Linked DNA regions of Mus musculus: all the other regions are linked to region 1. A link is a contact called in public promoter capture Hi-C data. All regions are on one chromosome and are shown on one strand. The core of a region is the stretch at or near the end of the contact, and the rest is flanking DNA. Distances in the headings are between cores, read along the strand shown. Region 1 holds the start of Eif2ak4 (eukaryotic translation initiation factor 2 alpha kinase 4). Region 2 holds the start of Tubgcp4 (tubulin, gamma complex associated protein 4). Region 3 holds the start of Stard9 (START domain containing 9). Region 4 holds the start of Haus2 (HAUS augmin-like complex, subunit 2). Region 5 holds the start of Adal (adenosine deaminase-like).

What was found. Promoter capture Hi-C pulls out the DNA fragments that hold promoters and counts their contacts.
Region 2: a promoter capture Hi-C map of liver shows a contact between it and region 1, with 2.6 times the contacts expected there. The contact joins the promoter of Tubgcp4 here to the promoter of Eif2ak4 in region 1. A contact is called at or near these places in 2 of 39 promoter capture datasets (liver and pre-B cells).
Region 3: a promoter capture Hi-C map of pre-B cells shows a contact between it and region 1, with 2.8 times the contacts expected there. The contact joins the promoter of Stard9 here to the promoter of Eif2ak4 in region 1.
Region 4: a contact with region 1 is called in a promoter capture Hi-C map of erythroid cells, with 4 times the contacts expected there. The contact joins the promoter of Haus2 here to the promoter of Eif2ak4 in region 1. A contact is called at or near these places in 1 of 39 promoter capture datasets (erythroid cells) and 1 of 484 Hi-C or Micro-C datasets (CD4 T cells).
Region 5: a promoter capture Hi-C map of pre-B cells shows a contact between it and region 1, with 4 times the contacts expected there. The contact joins the promoter of Adal here to the promoter of Eif2ak4 in region 1. A contact is called at or near these places in 1 of 39 promoter capture datasets (pre-B cells), 1 of 115 datasets of contacts at active chromatin or transcription factors (thymic regulatory T cells) and 1 of 9 other capture datasets (liver).

What each region holds. Positions count from the first base shown.
Region 1 is chr2:118,387,242-118,389,941 of GRCm38.p6, forward strand. Eif2ak4 (eukaryotic translation initiation factor 2 alpha kinase 4) reads left to right here and starts at 1,376. Exons shown (of 39, transcript NM_013719.3): 1 at 1,376-1,611. The coding sequence starts at 1,468.
Region 2 is chr2:121,169,901-121,172,600 of GRCm38.p6, forward strand. It overlaps Tubgcp4 (tubulin, gamma complex associated protein 4), which reads left to right and starts at 1,268. Exons shown (of 18, transcript NM_153387.3): 1 at 1,268-1,571. The coding sequence starts at 1,494. It overlaps Zscan29 (zinc finger SCAN domains 29), which reads right to left and starts at 1,225. Exons shown (of 5, transcript NM_001290819.1): 1 at 1-1,225. The coding sequence starts at 224.
Region 3 is chr2:120,627,756-120,630,455 of GRCm38.p6, forward strand. Stard9 (START domain containing 9) reads left to right here and starts at 1,366. Exons shown (of 33, transcript NM_001370940.1): 1 at 1,366-1,515. The coding sequence starts at 1,469.
Region 4 is chr2:120,608,089-120,610,788 of GRCm38.p6, forward strand. It overlaps Haus2 (HAUS augmin-like complex, subunit 2), which reads left to right and starts at 1,294. Exons shown (of 6, transcript NM_025475.3): 1 at 1,294-1,457. The coding sequence starts at 1,365. It overlaps Lrrc57 (leucine rich repeat containing 57), which reads right to left and starts at 1,270. Exons shown (of 6, transcript NM_001159612.1): 1 at 1,027-1,270; 2 at 830-935; 3 at 585-723. The coding sequence starts at 913.
Region 5 is chr2:121,140,745-121,143,444 of GRCm38.p6, forward strand. It overlaps Adal (adenosine deaminase-like), which reads left to right and starts at 1,349. Exons shown (of 10, transcript NM_029475.2): 1 at 1,349-1,559; 2 at 1,780-1,910; 3 at 2,405-2,465. The coding sequence starts at 1,500.

The DNA.
Region 1 (2,700 bases), core at 126-2,625:
TAACATGGGGCAAGGATGAAGACGGCCGAATAGAGAGCCAGTGAAGAGGTGGTAAAAATGGGCTGCAGCTTAGGGGGAAACTGAGGACATGATGACAGTTTGAATGTGAGAGCTGAAAAAAAAAAAAAAAAGGCAGCACTCAACAAATATCTTCACTGTTTGTTGAGTTCTGCCATGTATCCAGGCAGGGGTCCCTGGAAACAGAACAGGTCTCCAGCTGAAGGAGGGAGGAGGTGGTTTCTAAAAGGCCTTTGTGTTACCTTGTCTGATCAGAGTGGTCTGAAGGTGAGATGCCTAAGTCAACATTACTAAGTGAACAAGATAGATGCAAACAAGATTGACAGAGACATGTCACCTAACCTAACTCGAGGCATGATAGTGCATTTTTTTTCTGAATTAAGCTACAGCAGGTAGACAACAAAGCAATAGCAATGTCTGAATAGATAGGTTACTTATATGCGTGAAAAAAAAATATGGTCAAATAGGGATGGTGGCACAGTCTCATGATCCTAGCGCTGAGAGGATAAAGTAGGAAGATTACTATGAATTCAAGGCCAGACCATGCTGCAGAGGGAGACCCTGACTCATATGGACACAAATACATCCCTTAAGTATGTAAAGTAGGGTGCAACATTTTACATGAATGTGAATGCTCAAATTTACATTAAATGAACTGGTCGGATAATTCTCTTTGTGGGATTTGAAAATGCAAGGAGAGAATTTCAGAGAGTCCAGAGAGCATGCATGAGACATTTAATTAATGATTCAAGGGTAACGAATGTGGGAAACAGGGTTTACGGTTTTTTCCTCCCAGTAGTCTCATTCTGGGAAGGTCAGGTAAGATAAACGATTTAACTCATGACTGCGCTCTAAAATTTTCCTCTCTCTAGCCAGGCAGGGTGAAGGAGTTCCAGCGCCTGTTTCTGCTACATACTTGTTTTGTGAAAACTAATATGTGTTGTCACTTTGACCTAAGAGACTGGCTCTCCAAAGTGTGTTGGCAATTCCTGACTCAATTTCTCCCCTCAGGAAGAAGGCAAAGCTTTCCCCTACTCTTGTTTTATTAGAAGTCTTGGGCCATGAGAAGTTGGAGCAAAACCCCGCCCACTGGCCTTCTCCGGAGTGGGCCAAACGAGTCAGCCGCGGAGAACCCCGCCTTCAGACCCGCCTCCTGGCCTAGGCTCCGCCCAAGGCCCTCTCACCTGCTCAGAGTCACGCCCCTAGGTCGGTCTTCAGCTCGAGACTCCGCCCCCAGGTTCGTCTCCCGCTGGAGATCCTGTCTTTAAAGCGCCTCCCCAGAGCAGAGCCACACCCCCTAGACCTGTCATCAGCTCGAGGCCCCTCCCCCAGACCCGACTCCGACTCGAGGCCCCGCCCTCAGTTCGGTCACGGCGCGGGCTGGAGCTCCCCTACCCACCCCAGAATCACCGCTACCTCGCCTAGGCCGCTGCGCCTGCCCCGGCCGCCATGGCTGGGGGCCGCGGGGCCTCTGGACGCGGCCGGGCTGAGCCACAGGAGAGCTATTCGCAGCGACAGGACCACGAGCTGCAGGCCCTGGAGGCCATTTACGGCTCGGACTTCCAGGATCTGCGGCCGGATGCGCGCGGACGGGTAGGAACGTGGTTGGTCTGGCCCGGTGTTCTCCAGTCTAGGAACCCAGCCAGACGCCTCCAGTCTGGGGCGACCACTTAGATCCTAAAGGCTTTTCATATTGCAGTTCCACTACCCTCACTTTCTGCCTCTGCGCCGCCACTGGTCTTGAGAAGGCAGCACCTGGCCTGAATTCTCTTTTTTCCCCGGTCGGGCTCCTCTCTCTGCTGTGCTTCTTATTCCCACTGACGTCCCCTAACCACCCTTCGTCCTTCCAACCATTCTTCCCCACACTGACTCGCCCCAGGCCTCGAGGTGGGTTGTGACTGCACATTCATAGTCACTCATTGCTACTTTGTGCTGGGGATGCTTAGGGGGCGTGGGTCCAGGTCTTGTGCTCTCAGCAAACAAACTCCCAGGTCACACTGTGTAAATCCCGTTTCCTGTGTGGAAGAACTTTTTGTACCTTCCTCCGAGACTTTTGAGGAATAGGTATAGAACATGTTTATTGTCGCTGTAATGCAGTGTTTACCGAGTTCTATTTAAAACATCACTTTCCTTTTTTGTGTGGAAGTTAAGCTGAGGGCAGTGACAGTCTCTCCCTATCCTTGAATAGTGTATCTGCCGAACTAAAATGTTCCTGAAGTTTGAAAGTACTTCTTTCCTCCATCTGCCTTACTTCTTTAACTCACAATGTCTGTCTTTTCTCTATATCTAGTATTTCTTTAGGAAAAGGCTTTACTTAAGCTGTCAGGGCCAAGATTCTCCCACTAAACCAATATACTTTTTAATTTAATGATTTAGACGCTAGGAACACAGTCATGGGTAAAACATGCACAAAACCCCTGCTGCCGGCGGGAAGCTTACTTTTTTAGGCCTTATTTGTAACTTTACATACAGTTATACATGCTTCTTGTAAATAGTAAGATAACCTACAGGTCATCTGGCAACTTCTCTGTTTCCAGGGAACCAGGAAGTAGGGCCTAGGCCACCAGAATAGTGTTACAGAATGTGCAGGGGACTCAGGGAGACCCAGCTGGCTTTTTTTTTTTTTTTTTTTTTTTTTAGTTTTTTTAGTTTTATGTTCCCAAGGTGCAGGAAAATGGAAGG
Region 2 (2,700 bases), core at 18-2,517, 2.8 Mb after region 1:
TTCTGGATCTCCACAGGTAGCACAGTCAGGAATTGCTCTAGCACCAACAATTCTACAATCTGCTCCTTGGTCCGCACCTCCGGCCTTAGCCACCGACAGCAAAGTTCCCATAGTTGGCTGAAAGCCTCCCGGGGCCCAGCCACCTCCTGGTAATGGAATCTTCTGAAGCGCTGTCGTAAGCTTTCAGAGCTTGTGCCATTTCCTCTCCGAGTGGGTTTGGCCATCTTTCACAGCAGAAAGCCGTTTCTCTCCTCACTGTCTGGGTTCTAGGACTTATTACACTATCTTTGCATGCCCTTGGAGAAACACCTGCAGATGAGTCTCTCTGTAAAAAGGAGTTTTATCCTAGAGTAGAGAGAAATGGCGCTATCTGAGGAGAGTATCTTTACATGTTTAAAACCTTGTCAGAGCCGGCCTGACTTTCAATATGCTCGAAGTGGCCTTCTGAGGCAGTACCTTTTCAGGACAGCAAATCAATAGGCAAGGTGAAAATGACCTTTTAAAAACTGCATTTCTAGGTGACGTTTAGAGTATCCCCAGGAAGTTGCAGAGAAAAGAAAAATCTGTCCGCTTCGCTCCCACCTCAGGTAAATCATTAGCGCCCCAGATCAAATCGGTCAAAACGTTTGGCGAACGACAACAAAAAGCCTCTGTCCAGCGAGCGCCGGCTATTCTCCCCTAGAACCACCGCCGTCCTTCCAGAAGCTCCTGGTGTCTGCCCCGCCCCTTGAACACCAAACTACAAATTTCCACCCCGAACCAAAGTCAAGTGCCGAACACTGGGTCTCTTGCTCGCGCCTCCCGAACGAAGTAAGAACTCGGCAAGAGTTCCGGGGCGACAGATGGGGAAGGTCGCGCACCGGGGGAGCCGACTTGGGCTTCTAAATTGAGGTGGACTAGGGGAGAGTTACAGGAGTTGGTGAAGCGAGGAAGCTCGAGGGGCGGCAGTGGTGGGTCTCCTGAGAACGAGGCCGATGCGGGCCGGTGCTGCGAGTCCGTGGGCTTCGAGCACAGCTCCACAGCGGCGGCTGCCAAGTTCCAGCTTTGTTTTCTTCCCTCCGGCCGGGTCACTCTGGGAGACGTCGGCAGTCGGTCAAAATGCCACAGACCCTGCCAAGGCGTCCTGAGGACTCCCGCCGGCCCACCCCAGGCCGCGTCTCTCTCAACCAGCTTCTCAACTCACTCTCATCCCTTCCCCTCCTGGGCTAGCCTCAGTCCCGCTCTCAAGCCGGAAGTCCGAGCGGGCTTCTCCTGGAGCCCAGGACGCATGCGCGACGGCACCGGCGCCTCCTCGCGGCTCCGCGGCGGGAGCGAGGCGGTGGGCGCCTGGGCCGCGCGCACTTCCGGGATGCGGCGCGCGGCTCTGTGGCATCTCCTCTCCCGGTGGACTGCGGGGATTCAGGGCAAGAGATTCCGCTGGGTGTGAGGGGTCGCCCGGAGAGGCGCTGAAAAGAGGAGGTGGTAGATCTAGGGACTCCCGAGCCGCCCTAGAAATGATTCACGAACTGCTCTTGGCCCTGAGTGGGTACCCAGGGTCCATTTTCACCTGGAACAAGCGGAGTGGCCTGCAGGTATGCAGGGGGTCAGAGACGAGTCGCTTGCCGCGCGGCGGGTGCAGCTGAGCCGCAGCGAAGGGGCGGGACCCGGGGAACTCCAACCGACCGGCGCCCGCGAGCGGGGAGAAACCGAGGGCCAACCCTACGGAGCTCCGGCTATGGGGGCCCTGCGGTCCCGCGACTCCTGCTAGAGAACCACTAGGAGTGGATAGAACCACACTTCTTTTCACTGCATATGAATTTGTTGTTAAACTGAATCCCTAAATGTGTAGCTGGAATTAGATGATAGTTATTTGAGGGAAAAGGGGGAGGGATAGGGAACTCTTGCATTGATTCAAATTGAATTTTGAAAGTAGTGGAAATGTATACAAAGCGCTCAAGACACAATACTCAGTAAATTGTGTTGGATGAAAAAAATGAATTTGTAAACATATGGTGTTTCCCTCCTTTCTTCGAAAATTTCTGTACCAGGTGAAGAACTTGAGAGGGGGTTTTTCCTGTAATTAGAAGAGTATAACAGGAATGTACCCGTTAGTTGTTTTCTCTTCCTCTCCCCCTCTGTTCCTTTATCTCCCCCAACCCCCGTGAGAAGCCCAGATATAGCGTGATACTCAATATTTTGCCGAAACTAAATTGGCAACACTGAGTTTAATAGCCAGGCGTAGTGTTTGTGCCTGTAATCCCAGCCTTTGGGAAGTTGAAGCAGGATTATTGGTGTGATTCAAGTCCAGCCTGGGCTTCACTGTGGAACCTTCTCTCAAAAAAGAAAGCAAGAAAAGAAGGGAACAGAGGGCAGAGAAAGGCAAAGAAAAGAATGACAACTACAAATGTGTCTAAGTGTGTTGTGTAAAATGGTATCAGTGACTTCAAGGTGGAGTTGACTTTTTCACAGTAATTAAGCCTAAACTAGAATTTTTTTTTTTAAAACTAGAGTATGTGTCTATGTTGTATGAGTGTGGGCATATATGTCACAGAGTGTATGAAGAGGTCAACTTTATGGAGTCACTTCTCTCTTCCCACATTTGTGTAGGTTTCAGGGATTTAACTCAGGTCTTCAGGTTTGTGTAGCAAATGCCTGACTCTCTGAGCCATTTCACTGATCTTAAACCTAGAACTTTTCTAAAACTCTGTCAACAAGAAGTGT
Region 3 (2,700 bases), core at 116-2,615, 2.2 Mb after region 1:
CCTGGAACTCACTCTGTAGACCAGTCTGGCCTTGAACTCACAGAGATCCACCCGCCTCTGCCTCCCAATTGCTAAGATTAAATAAAGGCTTGCAGAACCACTCTCCAGCTTATATAAACTCTAACCCTAATATTAATAATACAATGGCTAACCCTACCCCACCTCTCTCTAATCATGATGTTTGACGATTTAGTAGTCTTCAGTGGACACAAATTTGTCACCATCAGAAACGGACCCTTGTTTCTGTTTTTGCTGTTGTGAGACATGGGAGCTTCCTGTGTGGAGGTCTTGGAACTCCCCAGTGTTGGAATTGTTAAGTGTTCATCAGCACCCCAGGTCTCAGAGCTGGGCTTCAGGCTTTACAGCTATAAATAGCTATTTCTTATTTGAATAAACCAGCTCTGATCAGACAGCATTTGCTCTGTATGTACTATAAATACTGCTTAGGGTGGTAGTGAAGTTACAGGGCAACCGAGAGAAATTTGTCAGTAAGTTAGGAAAAAAAAAAAAGAAAGAAAGAAGAAAAAAAAAGCCTCTTCATTTTTTTTTTTTTTTTTTTTTAGGCTGGGCATGACAGCCCACACCTTTTTTTTTTTTTTTTTTAAGATTTATTTATTTATTATATGTAAGTACACTGTAGCTGTCTTCAGACACTCCAGAAGAAGGAGTCAGATCTTGTTACGGATGGTTGTGAGCCACCATGTAGTTGCTGGGATTTGAACTCCAGACCTTCGAAAGAGCAGTCGGGTGCTCTTACTCACTGAGCCATCTCACCAGCCCCAAGCCTCTTCATTTAAACGCACCTTAGAATTACAAAATCATTTGTTTTTCTCATTTCATTGTTGTTGTTTTGAGACGGGACTTCACGCTGAACTCCAGGCTGACTTCAACTCACCATGTAGGCTAACCTTGAATTCAAAATATTCTTGCCTCAGCCTCTACGATAGGCTCCACTTTATTTTTGACCTTAAAATTTAGCCGCAGTTTTGACATAGCAGACCAATAGGGTAAAAAATAAAATTACTAATTTCCTTCATGAACTTTCAAGTATTAACCAGAAATTCAGTCACCAGATTTTAGAACAAAAGAGATACTACAGCTTGCGTAGGACAGTCAGCGGTGCGAGGGGTAGAACGAGACCAGGTTGCTCAGCCCACCTGCCTCAGGATTGGCTAAGGCTCCGCAGGCCCCGCCCCTGTCTGGCGTTTCCTTGCACTCGGGCGGGAGCGTCCAGAGAAGTGAGAGGGTGGAGCAAGGCAAGGAGGCCCACCCCCATCTGTCTCAGGATTGGTTGATACCTAGTGGGCCCCGCCCCCTAGGGCGAGGCTTGGGCTGCGGTCGGGAGGCGCGTGGGACGGGCGGGGCAGTCTGTGGCTCTTGCAGTGCCTGTGGCTGGGTCTGTTCGCTGGACGCCGGCCAGGGATGCTTCCGCCGGACCGCTGTGTGGGTCTTGGGTTGTGGCGGAGGGATGGCGAATGTGCAGGTGGCCGTGAGGGTCCGGCCTCTCAGCAAGCGGTGAGTCTGTCAGGAGGGGGCGCCTGAGGGGTCAAGTGAGCTGAGAGGAGTGCGAGGTCCCTGCCTTCCTCAGGGTGGACTGGCGTGGAGAAAAAAAAAAAATCAGACACAGATTGTCATGGAGGCTCAGGGTCCAGAAGGCCTGGAGGGACAGGGCTTCGCGTCCTAGGAGATAGCAGTTCTTGTGTGGCTCCAGGAGTCGCTGCCCTGTGTGCATGTCCTTGGTGACCTGCCAACTAGTTTCTAGGGACCCTGGCTTGGGTCTTGGTGCACGTAGTAGGGCCTTTCTCACGGAGCATGACGTGAGGAAGTACAAAAGGATGGGCAGACTCCACTACTTTTGGTGTTCTGGGAGTACCCAAGTGAGGACTGGAGGCTGTTGTGTCCGTATATACACATGGGATTGCTCCAAGAGGACATAGGAAAAAGAATTATCAGGATATGGAAGGAAAATAAAGGCCCAGAGAAAGTACACTCTCAACCTGTGCTCAGTAGTTGGTGTGATTTAAAGACTGAACTGTGACATAGGGGAAGTTTCTCCAGACATCTCTTCTTGGTGTCCTCCATGCTAGCTAGTTCCTTGTGTAGGAGCCTGATTCTGCACCCCTCAGCCCTTGAGGCATCCAGTGTGAAGCTGCACACTTCATCCTCTTTTCCTCTCACTTGGGAAGTCAGAGAATGCTTTGCACAAAAGTTGGTGTCAAAGAGCTGTTGTGAATGATCTTTGAGTTTTCTGACAAGTAAGGAGAAGAAGTGCAGAGTCCTCCAAGAACAGGAAGAAAGAGCAAATCTCTGCTCTTAGGGTGTAGATGGAAGCCTTGGACACCTGCTTGGGTTGAAGCGGAAGAGTGATGGGTGATAAAACTGGCAGAGTGTGGGTCTAGACCAGATGACATGTATTGGAATTAGCAGGTTTTTTTTAACTGTCCAGTACACAAGATACCTTGGTAAATGGGAACAGAGGTCAAAAAGGGCATTGTCTCCTATGACGAAAATGGTTCTGTATGGGTTAGGTTTGTCCTTTTAGAGGCCATCTGCTTTTAAAAGTTTAGACCGAATGAGAGCAGTGAGATAGGAGGAACACAAAAGAGTGTACCCCAAATTGCTGTGTTTTGATTGGTAAATGACTTTTTAAACATCTGGCTTTATATCACTGCCTGTGGTGACTCAGGGCTGGGGGCCTCC
Region 4 (2,700 bases), core at 44-2,543, 2.2 Mb after region 1:
AACAAATCCGATAGAATTAATGACATTTATAAAAAGACAGTATGGTAGCCTGCTTCATCTTGTTTTTGAGACAGGATCTCATTAAGTTGTCTAGGATAGCCTTGAAATTAAGATCTTTCTGCCTCAACCTCTGAGTAGCTGGGGCTACTGTAGGTCTAAGTCACCAGGTCTGGCTTCTTACATAGAATTCTCACAGGTCATGTTTAGGTTTCACAAACTGTTTGGGAGGTTAAGAAGCCATCAAAATGCAGAAAATTGTGTATGTGTGTAAGGGGTTCCTTTTGCTTAGCTGTATTCTAAAAACGATCTGAGGGAGTTTAAAAGATCCTCCCATTCCACCCTGCCCCGAAATTAGATAACTGTTTATATCGATTCCCAAAGGTCTTCCAGGTCCAAATTAACCTAGTAATAATCATTATACCACCCAAAGAGGCTTTTATATTTAATTACAAGAGATTAAAGCTTCAATACTCTAACATTCTGCATCCCCTAAAATGATTTCATAACAAAAATCATCTAACAGGAAAAACACCCTTCATAACTGCTGATTACTAGCAAAAGCTGCCCAGACACAAATTCCATACTCAGTTTGTTGTTGTTGAGGGAGAGGCTCTTTAGCAGAGTGAACTTTCCTATTATCAGAGGCGGTAGGCTGTCAATCTTGTTGTTGGATAAATCGATGGTCCTAAGATTGCTTGTCAGCTTCTGCAACTCTGAGGGGAACTGGAGAAAGGAGCTCACAGTTTGGAAAAATCCTGCACCAATAGTCTTCGCCACCCCGCCAACCCTAGCCCTTTTAGTTTCTTGGTCCGGTCCCCTCAGGTCTCACCTCGGTCAGACCACGGTCTTTAAGCTGAAAGACACCAGTTTTCTGCGCTGTTTCCACATGAGCACGGAGAGCACTGTTACCCATCCTAGCGCCACGGCTCAGTTCCCTGCAGGAAAAGAAGCATAGCTGTCACCGCCTAGTCTAGACATACAGTCGTCGCTAAATCTCCCGTTTGGGTCTCCTGTCCCAATTGTCACCTTCTGCCTATCCCTACTTCCCTGGGGCCAGCCCAAGAGTGGCAAGGAGAAAACAGGCGAGCAGGCAGCGCTACCACAAGGTCCTGATGCTTTGGCAGCAGAGCTAAGGGCCAGGGAGCCTCCGATAGCTGCTGCCGGAACAGGGAGCTTGAGACTCGCCTCCTACCGCTCAGTGCAAAGAAGACTCCGCCAGGGAACACCGGGGACCCGCGCTCGCCTGAGACGCGCTCCCAGGGCTTCCGCCCGGGCAGGAACGCCCTGTGACATCATCAAACCGCGCGCCTGTTCGCGGTGTTGCCCCTCACTCCTCGCGCCAGTTCCAGAGGTGTGCGGAAGCCATGGCGGCCGCCAACCCGTGGGACCCAGCGTCCTCGCAGACTGCAGCTGGGTTACTGCTAAACCACTTGGTAGCTTCGGGCATAGTCACTAAGGTACGTGGGGGCGGCGATGGCGTCATCAAGGTGGCGACAGAATTCTGCTGTGAGGTGGTGGTCCTGGTTATGCGGGCGTGAGTGAGCCAGCTGAGGACTGTGACCATACTCCCGTGGGTTCTTCGAGTGTGAGGGACTGAGTGGCTGGTGCACTGAGTGACTGAGCACTCTGTTTTGAGTGCCTGCGGGTTATCCCAGGACGGTTTGTGGGAGATGGAACAGCGCTCCACTTTTTTTTTCTTCCAGTGACACTACCTCTAGAACAAGTGTTCCTAAGGCTGCGACCCTTTAATACAGTTCTTCTGTAGGACCCCCGATATGGGGACTCCTACTCTAGTCCAGGGATAGGGTGCACCCACGAACACACAAGAATCCTTCTTGTTGCAATACACACGAGGCTTTATTGGCAGAGCTCTGGGCCGACACGTACCTCACACAGGAGGCAGGGGAGTCGACCCCGAGTCTCCAGAGCTAGGGGTTTTTGTAAAAGAAAAAGGGATAGGGATGCGAGGAATTTTAACAAAGGTATGGGATTGGGTCATTCAAACATTAACAGTAAGATTACATGTCAGCCAAAGGGCATCCGGACCTTGTTCCTGTGGGCTGGGGGCTTAACTTTGTTCTCATAGCAACCAGGTGATGTATGAAGCAATGCTGGGCCTCCAAGAAAAGGCCAAAATCTTTCACAGCGTAATGCCATCACAGTTCACCCTTATTATTTTAGCACTATTTATTTAGAGACCGAGTCTTGCTGTGTAGCCCTAGATGGTCTGTAACTCACTATCCCTGGCATTACAGGTGTGTACCGCCATGCCTGGCTGTTAACTCACTTTATAAGATGATATGGCAAAGAGGAGAGGGTAATGGGATCTAATTCTTCCAGCTTGCTGAGAGATACTGGAAGATTTTTTAGTCTTTTTAGGTGTTTCCTTTTTTTTAATGGAGAGGTGTCCTCACTCTATCCTAGGCTAGCCTTGAACACTGAGCCATCTTCCTGCTTCCAGCTCCTAAGACTCCCAAGTCTCTCGTGTCAACCATATGGAGGGCTGAATTTAGATCCCTAACGCCCAAGTAAAAGCAGTATGTGATGGTGCGTGTCCTAGAGCTAGGGGCCAGATACAGGTGGGGCTTGCTGGCTAGCTAGTCTAACCCAATCTATGTTACTATTGGGGTCTGGGCTAGAAAGATTTAGGTTCCTGGCCTCTTATCTAAAGAATTGAAAACAGCTTTATTCTGAGGGAAG
Region 5 (2,700 bases), core at 99-2,598, 2.8 Mb after region 1:
TTCCAAATTACGTTTTCCTGGGAACACGCCAGCTGCTTCGGTAACAGCTAGCGCTTGGAGAGCTCAAGTTACCTCTTTGTACAGGCATTTTCTGCAGGGAAAAAAAAAACTTGTGTAGATCCTCTTATTTGAGAACATTTTTAGGTGAATCGGAGGCTGACGACCTGATACCGGTTTGGTCCGGCAAAAGAGGACCAGCACCTCGGATCTTAAGCAATCCAGAGTAGATTGGTCCTTGCACAAAAGTAACAGTTGCTCCTTTATTGAGTGTTCTCGTTGCGAGGGAGAACTCATTTAGATCTTAAATTAGGCCATATGGAAAGTGAAGAAAGAGACCTTTACGGATAATTACTGATTATTATTAACCCACTGCCCCTGTACGTGCTGTTTATTCTCATGTAGTCTAAATTCTGTGCTAGGTCTACAGTGAGTAAGTATTCAGCATGTAAAAATGACACTCCCCTCCACTTCCAAGATTCTGTGATTCGTATGTGGTATTGAGTATGTCTGCTGAAAATCGCTATAGAAGAGATGTGATTATTCCCTGTGGCGTTGTTGTTTAAAGGAAGCAACCCAGGTTGGACTTTTAAAGTTTCTACATTTGATGCTTAGGAGATACCAGTAAGAAAGCACTCCCAGAGATGCGTAGAAACTTCATCATTTACTAATTTAGTGTCTGCTTGGATTAGGAAAGGAAATAGAAAGACTTGAAGAATGGTTAACTCAGAGCAGTAGTATGTAACGGCTGAGAGTATGAGTTCTGGAGTCCAACTGGATCAAGAAAAATTTTCTATGAAGATTTGGTTATTGGAAAATGTTTTAGGGTTAGGAACTCGTTAGTGGTCTTAGAAGAGCAGATTGTGTGGCAGAATGATTCAGTGCGTGCAAGATATGTTAATAAAGGCATCTAGTCGACCAGAAGGATCAGAGACAGGAGGCAGCAAATACTACCCTCCATCCAGAGACAGGATTTTCGCCTGACAGACCCAACCCATTTAAGGAAAGTGTTTGTGCGACGTAAATATGAAATAACATGTTTTCTTGTAAAAGCAAATTCGTGCTACATGTGTAAGCTAACCTGACCTACGCAGTAGATTAAAGGAGCCCAGAGTTAAAGGGACAGACGAACGCTGGATTTTTAGTTTTCGGGTGTTTTTTTTTTTCTTGTTCTTTTTTTTTTTTACTAGTCATTTCCCCATTGCAGACACACCTAAGTTAGCTTTGCTTAACTTAAGTTAGTGGGAGCAGGGGGTTGAGGGGGCTTGGGAGGTGTAAAAAGAAGATATCAGCAGTGACTGTGTTTCTGTTTGCATGTTAGATCTGAAAATAGTTACATTTGTTATTGTAGGTGAAAGTGATCCCAGAGCCACACATAGTGCAAGTCTTGTTTAAAATGGCAATCTGAAGGAAGTCCAGCACCTCAGAGATTCCCACTTTGATAAGTTTATCGTCCAAGCCGAGAATAAGAGCAAAGAGAAACTTTTCCTTCTACTGAAGTGATGGAGGCCGGACAGCAGTGGCCTGGGAAGACAGACTTTTATCTGCAATTACCAAAAGTGGTAAGAATTAACTACAGAGTTCTTGTTACTGTATAATGGCTTTTGTATTGTTTTCCACAAAAGAGAAGTAAAGCTTATGGGTAGAAATTGTAGAGTGGGTATAGCTGAACCAAGTAGCTGGCCTAGTATAAACTACAACTAGGAACCAGGCCACCAGGGCCTGATGTATGGGGCTCTGGATCTCGTGGACTCTTGTGAACTGATTGTCCTCTTGTGTTAGGAGCTCCATGCCCACTTGAATGGCTCCATTAGTTCCAGTACCATGAAGAAACTGATAGCCAAGAAGCCACATCTTAACGTTCATGGTCACATGACCATGATTGACAAGGGGAAGAAAAGGACTTTACAAGAGTGAGTTTGGGAGGTTGTGGGAATTTTTTGTGGCTGTATTTTGGGATTATAATATATAAGAATCAGATTTTAATACTTAGATAGGGTAGACATCTGGCATAAAATATATAACCTAACTCACAGTGCTTTTCCAACTGTCAGACTGACAGTATGTTTAATGATTTATATTGTTTGTCATATTGAGTTGTTCCTTAGATTTGAAAATAAAGACAGATTGATTTTTCTCTATTTGCTAGTCCTGGCAGGATTAAAGAATAGGAATGGCTGTTTCATACTTTTCAATATAAATAAGTAATATCTTATTTTAGCTATTAAATTGTCTTTCTAGATCAATGTAATTTTGAAAAAAGGTGTATCCTATAGTTCTTTGTAAATTTAAATATATACTTACTATTAACCTCAAATTTACTAATTAATTCCATTCTGAGGGTTTTTCTTGAGTAACAGGTTTTGATGAGGGAAGTGTGTTAAGACATTTTTTTTTTCATTTGTAGATGTTTCCAGATGTTCCAAGTTATACATCAGCTTACTACTAGTGCTGAGGACATCCTGATGGTGAGACACAGAGGCAGGTTAAAATGGCGTGACTTTCCACAGCAGTGCACAGCTCACCTTGCGCATGTCCTTTGGCTTTCATCCACGCTCTGATGGAGATGCTTGCTCTTTCCCCCCACTTCCTTCCCCCTCTTTATTTTTTCCTTTCTTTTTCTATTAATTTACAGATTTTTTTTCATGACAACTCTTTGAAAAGTCAGTGTAAGACATTGGCCTAAGAGCTAATGTAAAGTCT